Linked DNA regions of Gossypium hirsutum: region 2 is linked to region 1. A link is a contact called in public Hi-C data. All regions are on one chromosome and are shown on one strand. The core of a region is the stretch at or near the end of the contact, and the rest is flanking DNA. Distances in the headings are between cores, read along the strand shown. Region 1 holds the start of LOC107914217 (E3 ubiquitin-protein ligase BRE1-like 2). Region 2 overlaps LOC107914113 (probable acyl-activating enzyme 18, peroxisomal).

Region 1 (5,568 bases), core at 2,438-4,937:
GGTGCCACGAGAATCAGTTGTCGAAATCTAAATTACCGTAATACTCTGTCTGACTGGTGCATCTCCACGGACTTATAGTTGACCAATGCGACTTTTACATGCCAAGCGTTTGGATTTTGGAAGTACTCATCTGGAATTACTGCCCAAATTGCCGGATCCTCGTATGGTGTCTATCTAAACTATATGAACATGATGGAAATATTAGTTATATACAAAATACATAATACTAAATACATAATACTAAATACTAAATACCAATCGACTAGCTCATGATGGAAATATCTATTTTATTTAATACTTACTTGTGCTTCCGACTGTTGGTCTAATAGAAGCCGTATATCTTCAAGAGAGGTAGGTAATCGAGCATAACTTGCCGAATGGTTCCACTTAATTAAATAAATTTTTAGCATACTATTATATTTTAAATCTATGTAATAATTGTAAAATATAATATAAAATTTACCTCGTTATGAGTGGGAATGTATATGGGTGATCCACTCGAGGACGTAAAAATGGAAGGCGAAACCGTGCCCATGACTGCAATAGTGACAGGCAACCTCCGATTTTCACTTTATTCGGTAGCGTCGCCCCACACATCTCCCGGTGCAATGTTGCCAACACGGCAGACCCCCAACTAAATTCACCAGCTACTCTAAACCCAACGAGTTTCAGCAGTCATCTTAGATGTACAAGGTTCCGTGACAAGTCTGGCATCAGATAACCTCTAATTATCTAAAGAATGTATGCCCGAGCATATCAGATTCTTTCTAGTTCGGTAGAATCATCATCCGGATCCGGGAATGTGTCTCGTAACCAGCCCATCTCAATCTGACCTCCGTTAATATTCTCCGGAATAGCGTCCAAAAACTCATAGTATACCGCTCCCCAATCACCAGATTAAACAGACCCGGTGACTGCGTACCCGTCCACCGGCAATCCCAATTGCAAATTCACATATTCCAAAGTGATAGTACACTCTCCACATGGAAGATGGAATGTGTGCATCTCGGGTCTCCACCTCTCAATCAACGCATTGATAAGTTTCGGGTCCAACTTGCATCCCAAGCCTACCGTCGCCACGTGCCAAAAACCCGCTTCCCGCAGGTAATTCTCTACCAATGGTGATGGAGGACCATGCATATTACGAATATAGCATTGTAATATCCGATCTAAAGACTTTATAAAAAATAATAAAATAAATAATAATTATTTAAAATTGCATAAAAAATCTTAAATAATATTTAAAAATTAAATTTAACACTTACCATTTTCATTTGTTCGACGGATATGTGCTTGTCATCAAGACGAATTAATTCTCCAGCAATTGCTAAATTCGTACAAATTTTTAAGATTTAAAAAAAAATTAAAAAATAAAATTTAAAACTTTTTTAAAAATAATTAAAAAAATTAAAACTTTTTTAAATAGGAATTTAAGAGGAATTTGAGAGGAAATTGAGAGAATATTAGAGAGAAATTGAGAGAAAGGATTAAGTTGTGAAAAAAAAATGAAAGGGGGGTTTTTATATATATTTTTTACCGTTGGGGGGGTCACCAACGGTAAAAAAAGTAACTGTTGTTACTGTTCACGCGCGGGCAAAACGCATCCCCAAGGGAGCGTTGACGTGGCAAGAAAACGCGTTCTTGAGGGAGCGCTTTCTGCGCACGTGGACAAAGCGCTTCCTTGAGGAAGCGTTTTCCCACAACGTCCCCTAACAACACACTGACGTGGACGCGCTTTCGAGGAATTGGGCCATTCCGGTAATTAATTATTTATTGGGCCCATTTCATAATTTTTTAAAAAAATGGCTTTTAATGGTATTTTGCCCGTTTTTAATATTATATTTATTCTAAAAACATTATTTTATATTAATGTATTACGGTTATAACACTAAATTTGATTTAACAAAACAAATTAAGGTAAAAGTTATATTTTGTTGACAATAAATTTAACTAAGTAGTATTTTATATCAAATTATACAATAAACATGCATTACCCTACCTTGCTCGGAAATAAAACATTTCTTCATGAAGGGAATTAGCAGTACCATACAACTGCTCCAGCTCCACTTCCATGGCTTGCAATTCACAAAACAACCAGAAAGCCTTCGATGCATTATTAAAAATATATATATACACAGCATGCATGCTTATGTTTGGGCCACTTTTGCTGTTTCTACTATATCCTAATAGCATGAAAATAAAAGAAGAGACATTGGCATGGCCTTTCTTGGCGACATGAAGCCAGTCCTTAAAAGTCAACTCCTGTCCTTCAATCTCCAGTGCTGAAAAGCAAGCCACGTGATCTCCCTGCTCCACCGCAGTCCTTTCTCCACCCACTGAAAAATATGGCCATGCGACGACGTTACCTTGACGTTGAACTTGTGAGAATCGGGTAATGGTTGATGACGTTCCTGGTTGGGATTGATAACCCGGTACTTCCCCACCGTCATGGAATTGCTTTTCATGCCTTCCCAGATGCATTTAGGGTTAATTTAGTAATTTTTTAAAAAATGTTTTTAAAAAATATGTGAAAAAATATTTTTGAAAAGTTTGGTTTAATATTTAAGTATTTAGTATTATTGTTAAAAATATTTTTTAAAAATAAAATGACCGTTTTAGAAATGATATTATCAAATAATAAATATATATTTAAATAATGTTCAAATTAGTTAATATTATTATATTTTAGTAAGAATATAAAAAACATTTTATTATGACTTATTGTTAATATTTTAATATATAAAATATACATTTTTAAAATTTAATTAAGCAACAAAGAAAAAGAAAGAAAAAATATTATGCCGTTGGAAGGGTGAAAAAATAATTAAGCAAACTAAAAGTTTTAACTTTTCCTCTTCAAAAGTGCTTTCTAAAAATATTTTTAAAAGCAGATTGTTTAGCACCACTTTTCTTCTAAAAATACTTTTTAAGCCAAAAATATTTTTTTAAACACTACTAAATAAGCCTCTAAATAATTCACATTAATTAAATTCTTAATAGAGAGACAGATACTGCGTATGAAATCACAAACTGCATAAATATTTATATTTTTAGAGTATAAAAGATTAGAGATTTTCTGTTATTCTACAGTTTACTTCAATATTTATCATATACAAATATTATTTATTAATTTATTCAAAATTCTTTATTCTATCTAGATTATTTATTAAATTTAGTTGAAATTCTTTATTTATCTCGTTAATTTATTAAATTTATTTGAAATAATCTAATCAAATTGTTTAAATTTGAACCAAAATTATAAATTTTAATTTACAAAAGAAAGCTACATGTCATCAAATTTAATACTCCATGTCGTCTCTAAAATGTTATAAATTTTATAATAAGGTTTTAAAAAATAAATATAATATATTTGAATTGCAAATACAATAAACTAATTTAAACCTAATATAAACTATGAAAAGTCTCAAAATCATGATTGAATGGTTAAAGCCACTGATCCTACTAAATATATTATTAAAAAATTTATAAAAAAAAAACTAATGAAACCGGTTAAACCAATTTAATTAGATCATATTAATTCACCCCTCAACCGATCAATATCTCTCCAAACTAATACATTGACCACTTATTGATTCAACCGGTCTGATCGGCCGGTCTAATTTGGTTCAACCAACTATTTGGAGAGTGTTAGTTGAAGGGCAACAAAGCTAAAAGGATAAACGGCACCGTTTTAACGGGTGATGCATCTTTCTTCTGCTTTCTTCTCAATATACGACTCCGTAGAAAGCAAATTACTGGAATCTATCATTCTCGGAACGAGTAGAGTTTGTGAGTTAGGGTTTCCAGTTAGGGTTTTGGGAACGCATGATGATTGGGATTTGATGGTGTGACGAAAGAGTAATCAAGGGTAAAAGAGAGGGGAGGGGGTGTAAATCGCAATCCTAACTGCAGTAAATGGAAAGCTTTGAATCTGAAGAACCAGAGAAGAAGAGGCCTCACTTGGATTCTCCCGCCATGGCCCGTAATTCCTCCACTTCTCCGAACCACACCAAAGCTGTAATCTCTCTCTCACACTCTTCTTTTTTTTTTTTAATATTTTGTATTCTTCTTTAATTTCTTGATCAAATGAATGGCTTTGCATGATTTTATTCGCTTTCTTTTTGAGCTATAATTTCTCCTCAAATCAAAATTGCTCTGGAATACATTTTGTTTTGTCCTGTAGCCAGGAAGAATAAAATGGTAAAACTGAAATATTGAATCTTGGGACATTACTTTCGACCGTTCACAAAATGGAAAGTTGATCTAAATTTTTTCCTGCCATTAGTTTTCTTCTTGGATGCTCAGTTGTATTCAATTTCTTCATGGTCTCTGGGTTATTCATGGAAAGTTTTAATTTCAAATGCTTTCTCTCTGCCGTCGAGACAGTATAGGAAGAGAAGGGGAATTTATTTATTACTTGTTGTGGATCAATTTTGATTTAATTTATTGTTAATGGTGGATAAGTAGTTTGCTGTGAAACTCGATTGGGTCTATACGGGGAAAAAAGGAAAACAAGCTCCTTCTCTTAGCGATTTACCCATAATCAGTATATCACTGATATGCTATTGTTTGTTTAGATTTGCGGATTTAGGGTGACACACCAAAATTAAGGGTTTAAAAAAAAAAAATTCTTTTTTCACTTAATTTATCTGCTAGGGTTATATAACTCCAATTATTATTAAATTGAGCTGATAATGTGAATAGTTGAAGTACTTTGCACTAACCGAGTAGGTTTGCTGCATCAATGCTGTATATGTCAAATGGAAATATTGTAAATTAATGAAATGTGATGTCTTTTTCATCGTCTCAAATTATTTGAGTTGCCTATTTGCATCTATCTTAGAAATTGAAATTTTCCCTTAACTTCTAGTTATATTCTGGTCTCTTATCTGATTCAAACCATTCCTAGACTTGTCATGAATCAGTTTTAGGCATCTGATTATATGCATGGGCACCATAAATCCACCAGTTTGCACATTTTGTTGAGTTGATAAGCTAAGCTCTGAGCATAACCTAATTCAATATCAGGCATACGCATACCTAAAAATGAGTGGAGATATGCTGTCCCCTGCCACCTGATTGAATTTGCCTTTCACTTTTTATCCATGATTTGATTTTTCAGAGTGCCATCTTATTATCACTATGATATTTCTGCATACACCCCAACGTGTAAGGTTGGTGCACATGTCAAGTAAATTTAAAATTGATAAAATACGTTTTTCATTTTTTTCCCTGCATGTTTACAAATTTGTGTTTTTAATTCTCTCATGCATTTGGTTTGATATAGATGGATTTTTTTTTATCCAGGTTGACGCGGCAGTTCTCCAGTACCAGAATCAAAAACTTGTCCAGCAGTTAGATATTCAGAAACATGAGTTGCATGATCTTGAAACCAAAATTAAAGAATTAAAAGACAAGCAAGCCTCTTATGATGATATGTTGATAACTGTGAACCAACTCTGGAATCAGGTTTTTTTTATGGCACTCTTTTACTTCCATCTGTTTTGATCATTATGATTTTTTTATAATTCTTTCTTGTTACTCTACTCTATAGTTGGTTGATGATTT
Region 2 (5,924 bases), core at 1,246-3,745, 120 kb after region 1:
AGGGCTATATCCAGCTCTTGCTGACATAAGACATCCAGGATCTCACATTGCCACATACCAAAATTATTGGTACCATCAAATTTCTCTACTTCAAATTTCGCATTGGTCACAGTAGTCTTTGACGATGACTTTTCCATTTTTTTCTCCTCAATCCCAACTACAGTACGTGAACAGTGCCGTGAACGATCGTATTCCCCAAGTACGAATCTAGCTCTGATACCAATTGTTGTGCGGAAGCGTGTAAAAGAGTAAAATTATTGTACTAAAAAATCACACTAAGTTCAATTCCCAGGAAAGAGAGGTGGATCACAAGGATCGCTTAAGTACCAGGTCTTTCCTAGCCAGAATATCCCTCAATCGTAATTTAATAGCACAATAAATCACTACAATCACACACACAATTCATGCAGAATAATACAATAAAGAACACAAGAATTTAACGAGGTTCAGCAAATTTTGCCTACGTCCTCGGGCACTACCAAATATATTTCACTCTAAAATACAAGTGAGAATTTACAAAGAGAGAGAGAGAAAACAATGCCTTAAGTAGAGAATGGCAAGTTTGAGATACAGAATGAGAGATGGTTATGCCTATTTATAGTTGAGGTTCAGGGATCAACTTGCAAAGTCACTTTACAATTAGGGACCATATATTGCAAATATCTCAGATTTTATTATGCCAATATTTGATACCCATATCTTTGACTTTCCAACATTTGATACCCATATCTTTGACTTTCTATTATTTAATACCCATATCTTTGATTTTCCATAAATATGGATAATTCCCAATAACTTGAAACTTGGTGTTGCTGTATTGTGTAGTGTCTACATTAAACCCAGCTACTAGAATCATGGAGACTACCTCTCATTTGCTGCCGATAGAGAATAGTAGTTTTTGTTGGCATTGTGAATGGTTAGTATGAGAATTCGAGCTTCTTTGTTTTCTTCCATCAAGTCTGCAGTATGTGGGCAAGGCGAACACCTGAGCTGGCAAGTTGGACACATCAACGGTAGCGGTAGAGAGGACAACATCATAAATTATCCTTCATATTGTTGGAAAAATTGAATGAATCAAGAAATTGAAGATCCGAACTTTTAATCTTGAGACATGTTGGATACGGTTCTTAAAGATAAGTCACCCTACATCGTAGGATAGGAGCAGAAACAACCCAAAGCAACAAGAAAAGAATACACGGCGAGGAAGACAAATCAGGAAATCAAATGGAGTAAATCATGATCAGAGACCAAATCAAATATGATTTTTAATATAAGATTAAAGAATTTTTTTACAAAAATTACTCCAAAAACATAAAAAGGCTAAATTTTTATCTAACTAATTATGATTTATATACAGAAAGTTGGAAATTTATTTAAATGATCCGAGATAGATTCTTTTGAAATATCCTTTTATTTAAAAAACACGTCACAATACTTAAAAATTAATGTCACATCATTTAATTAATTACTCGTTTTCTATCATACAGGGATCTTTGTCAGTGTCCAACATGCACTCTTCAGACTTGTATAAGACTTTCACCTTTCATATATTGTCGTATAAAATTACAAAGAGATGCAGGTGAAGACCATTGGGTTCCTTGATGCTGTACAAAAAGTGGAAAATGGTCACCAATAATGTTCCAAAATGCTGTAAAATTTGTTACTAATTTAGATTCGACAATTGGCTTATTAGCTAGGCCATATTCATTTAACAATCTATAGCTGTTTTAACAACGCCTATATTTATTTATACGTACACATGATATCAAGTACCCTCAAAGTGCATAATTCCAGGAACTGGAATGGAGCCATTCTTATAATACATGATCTCTGTTTACCGTATTTCATGTTACAAACCATAACTCGGGAGGAAGAAAATCCATATTTGGGTGTTGTTGGGTTGAGTAACATAAAACCACCACCTAAGTTGCCATTAAATTCTGCTTCGAGGGGACAGCTCCTGCTTAACTTGATCCCTCAAAACTCTTCTCAATAGTTTGTTTGAAGCAGTTCGAGGAAACTCCCGAACTATCTTAACAAAGCTCACCTGTTATCGTCAAAAACCAAAAGAGAGTTAGAACATGACACGGTGGTATGGTAGCAAAGCCAAAAATAGGGCTGCCTTTCTTCAAAATCGAGTCCTTAAGACCCTTGTGGTAAAATGCCACTAAAATCCAGTCCTCTTCACCTGAAATCCAGCTAATGATGTCTTCTAAAACTAATTCTGCATTTAAGAGCGAAAAAGAAAAACAAGCAAGACCACTTGGGAGAAGTGAAACGACATGTTCAGTAAACACTTAGATAAAATGGGGATTAACTTGGTAATTTTTAAATTTTATGGAGGAGTTTAAATATGACATTGTTAGGGTAGGTTAGGTCCCCAGACAATGTATAAAAATGAAAAAGATATTTTATGTCTTGTAGCCTAACCTTAAATAAAGGGTTGAGGTTGCTTTGAATAGCTCTTGAGAATAATATCTTCAACTTCTCAGGCTGATGACTATATTCTTTCTTTAGCACCACAAACATTATCAACTGTTCTGGACCACCGCCCAGTGGAGCTACACTGATAGCAGCAGTCTCCAAGATGCTTTCATCAGCTCCGTCACACACACGCTCGATTTCAACAGAACTTGTCTGCATATCAGGAATGACTTGCATTTCATGCTAAAGTTGCTTTTGAGTTTATAACATTAAGGGACCGAAAGTACAGTTTCATCGATGGTAAAAGAAATGCTTCTTGAAATTCCTGGCAAGCAGACTCCAAAATGCTTGCAAAGTCTAGGTCATGAGGCAGGCCTATACTTTAAAGACCTTCAATTTGAATCATTATCAGATAACTAAATAGAGTAGAGAGAACGCTGTACCTTTATGCCACCAAGATTCATGGTGTCATCAGCCCTGCCCTGTACAATCAAATAGCCACCAACAGTTCTTTTGAGGACATCCCCGTGCCTCCTTAGGCGCTGCCGGTGCATACATCAAAATCACGAGAATGTACAATTAAGGTGCTCCATGATCATTCGTAGTTTGTATGTTTTTTACCTTCATTGAGTATATTGAATTCTTTACTAAAAAATTATATATCCTAAGAATGATGCATATGACCTTACCATTCCATTATGCATTGGCATTCCCTCGAAATAGACTTTCTCATGATCAGCATTAAGCAATCTATTGGTTGCTCCTAAGTAGAGAGGAAGTAAACCCACTTCACCAACACAAGCTTTGTCATCTGGCTGTCACAAAGATGAAAGTAAATATAGTAATATACACAACAGAAAGAAACAAGACAGAATATGCTCTTACATAAGGATGCCCATGTTCATCCAAGATGACAAAGCCTGCTGTCATTGCTGCAGTACTAAAGGTTCCGAAAGCCTGTGGCTGCAGCAAACTCCCTTGAATATACGCGGATGAAAGCTCTGTGCCTCCACAACATTCCAGAACAGGCTTGTAGTAAGACTTTGAAGAGAGCCAAAGGTCGTCGTCAGCGTTGGAGGCTTCCCCAGTGGTAGCAAAGCATCTAAACATATTTATTTCTTAGTCCATTTTGTTGAGATTCCAAGTCATGAAACAACATTTATGCTCGAAATTTAAAAGAATTACTTTATCTTTGTCCAGTCTAAGCCTTCCAAACAGTTTGAACTTTTCCAAGTTTTTACTAAGCTTGGAACCGTGCCCAGAACAGTTACTCCAGCATCCTGAACAAGAGAACAACATTAAAACCAGGTGAGTTAAGATATTAAACAGTGGTATCCAGTATGTTTTACTACTTGTAGCATGTACCCAACATTTTTACTATAAATATCAACTTAAACCGTCAGCTACATTTCCCTATGAAGGCCTGTCCTTATCTCACCAAAACCAAGGGAAGTTCTCATAGTCTCCTGCCGCATAGCAAAAGAAACTTATTGATTTCAGCAGTCACCAAGCTGTAGCAAACCTCCGGAGGTTGGAGGTTGGAGGTTGGAGTGGACTAAGCTTGTAATGTTCTCCTCATAGTACAATTAGTCAGGGGTTTGGGGGTTAAGGTTAGAGCTCGCAAGGTAAAAGATCCTTTGTTGAGCTTATAACAATTCGAGATAAAGAAAATTTTAATCTAACAGATTTTGAGTTCAAGAAAGCTTGACTCTATAAGAATTCGAGTTCAAGATTAATTTGACCAAAGCTCAAAATAAATCTAATCTAAAGTTCGAAAAAACTCGAATTTATAGCTGAACAACCATAATAGATATTAATAATTAATATAATTTTATGATATTATTTAAAATAAAAATAAAAATAAATGATAGTTGTTTATTTTATGAAAATGTGTTCATAACTATTACATATTTATATTAAAATTTTATTAATATAATTTTTATGTTAAATTATAAAGTGAAATAAATTTTTAAAAACATTAATTGAATATAAAATATTTTTAATAGTATAATTATATATGTATAGTAAATAATATAATTAATCACTATTAAATCTATAAAATTTAAATTTAATTATAATATAAAATATATAATGACATAATCTACACATGATCTTTTATTGTGTTCAAATGTATTATATATACATGAAACTTTAATTTTGATTCAATCATACACATTTAAATAAATAAATAAATCAATTTACTTTTATATTGGGTAAATATAATTATTTGTGTATGTAATATATAAACAGAAAATGATGTCATATCAATAATTATGTTGGTAGTTTGTGAGAATTGGATAAATCAAAATATTATTTATAAAATTGCACATTAAACCAAAATTTGAGATTTATTCCTATAGATTATAATAAAAGATGTAGTATCAATAGTTATATGTAATTTAGTATATTGCAATGCGTGTGTACAACTAACAAAGCATAAAATGATATCTTAATAAAATATTGTTTTTATTAAATTAGATTTTAATTTGGGTTTTAACTTTTATAAATTATATTTGGATATCTGGTTTAAATTTTTTTTTTAGACTTGAGATTTGGGCTAAAATTAGTTTATTTTGACTTTGGGTAATTATGGGTATATTTATTAGGTTTGAAAAATGAGTATGGGGTTTATAAATTTAATAAAAAATATAAAAATAGTTCAATTATTAGTATAATATAATAAATAATAAAATATATTTCTGTCAATTAATATACATATCATATAATAAATTTTACCATATAATAAATTTTACACATAAATAGCAGTTTAATTATTTTATATAAAAGCATTTTATTAAACATATGTAATTTATGAGCGAATTTGAATTGTTTTGTCATGGTATAAAAGTAAAATTAATTATTGCATTCGAAATTGAAATATTTATAACTTAGAATATCCAAAAGTATTTTAATTTGTCAGAGCCCGCCTGGCTCAATCCGAGCTTGAATTCAAAAAAATCCAACCCTAAAAAGGCTCAAGCCCGAGAAAATCTGAGCTAAAGGTGAGCAAAACTCGATTTGATTTGATTTTTTAATTTGAATTTTGAGTTAATTGAATTGAGTTATTCATTTTTCTTAATTAGCTTGAATAAGTAATTCGATTTTTAGAGTCCGAGTCGAGCTGAATTTTACAACTCGAATGACAAGATGATGTAAATACCCAGAGTCCCTAATATTTTTGAAAATGTGCAAATTGGTCCTTCTAAAAAAACAAAAGTTCAAAATATTTATAAAAAGCTCAATCCGAGCTTGAATCCAAAAAAATCCAACCCCAAAAAGGCTCAAGCCCGAGAAAATCTGAGCTAAAGGTGAGCAAAACTCGATTTGATTTGATTTTTTTTTTGAATTTTGAGTTAATTGAATTGAGTTATTCATTTTTCTTAATTAGCTTGAATAAGTAATTCGATTTTTAGAGTTCGAGTTGAGCTGAATTTTACAACTCGAATGACAAGATGATGTAAATACCCAGAGTCCCTAATAGTTTTGAAAATGTGCAAATT

What was found. A called contact is a pair of places that touch in the nucleus more often than the background predicts.
Region 2: a Hi-C map of leaf shows a contact between it and region 1, with 3 times the contacts expected there. The contact joins the enhancer-like site here to the promoter of LOC107914217 in region 1. A contact is called at or near these places in 6 of 34 Hi-C or Micro-C datasets (hypocotyl, leaf and petal).

The regions. Positions count from the first base shown.
Region 1 is chrD08:14,790,461-14,796,028 of Gossypium_hirsutum_v2.1, forward strand. LOC107914217 (E3 ubiquitin-protein ligase BRE1-like 2) reads left to right here and starts at 3,688. Exons shown (of 19, transcript XM_016843055.2): 1 at 3,688-4,017; 2 at 5,308-5,469; 3 at 5,555-5,568. The coding sequence starts at 3,916.
Region 2 is chrD08:14,913,581-14,919,504 of Gossypium_hirsutum_v2.1, forward strand. It overlaps LOC107914113 (probable acyl-activating enzyme 18, peroxisomal), which reads right to left. Exons shown (of 13, transcript XM_016842872.2): 8 at 3,610-3,704; 9 at 3,310-3,526; 10 at 3,114-3,239; 11 at 2,868-2,966; 12 at 2,431-2,637; 13 at 1,674-2,047. The coding sequence ends at 1,934. Among protein-coding and RNA genes, the nearest start is that of LOC107914133, 20 kb to the left of the region's middle. Within about 2 kb of position 2,496, at least 3 of the 9 cell types and tissues checked have an H3K27ac peak or open chromatin away from gene starts, as enhancers often do. A contact at or near this core is called in leaf, where this site is marked.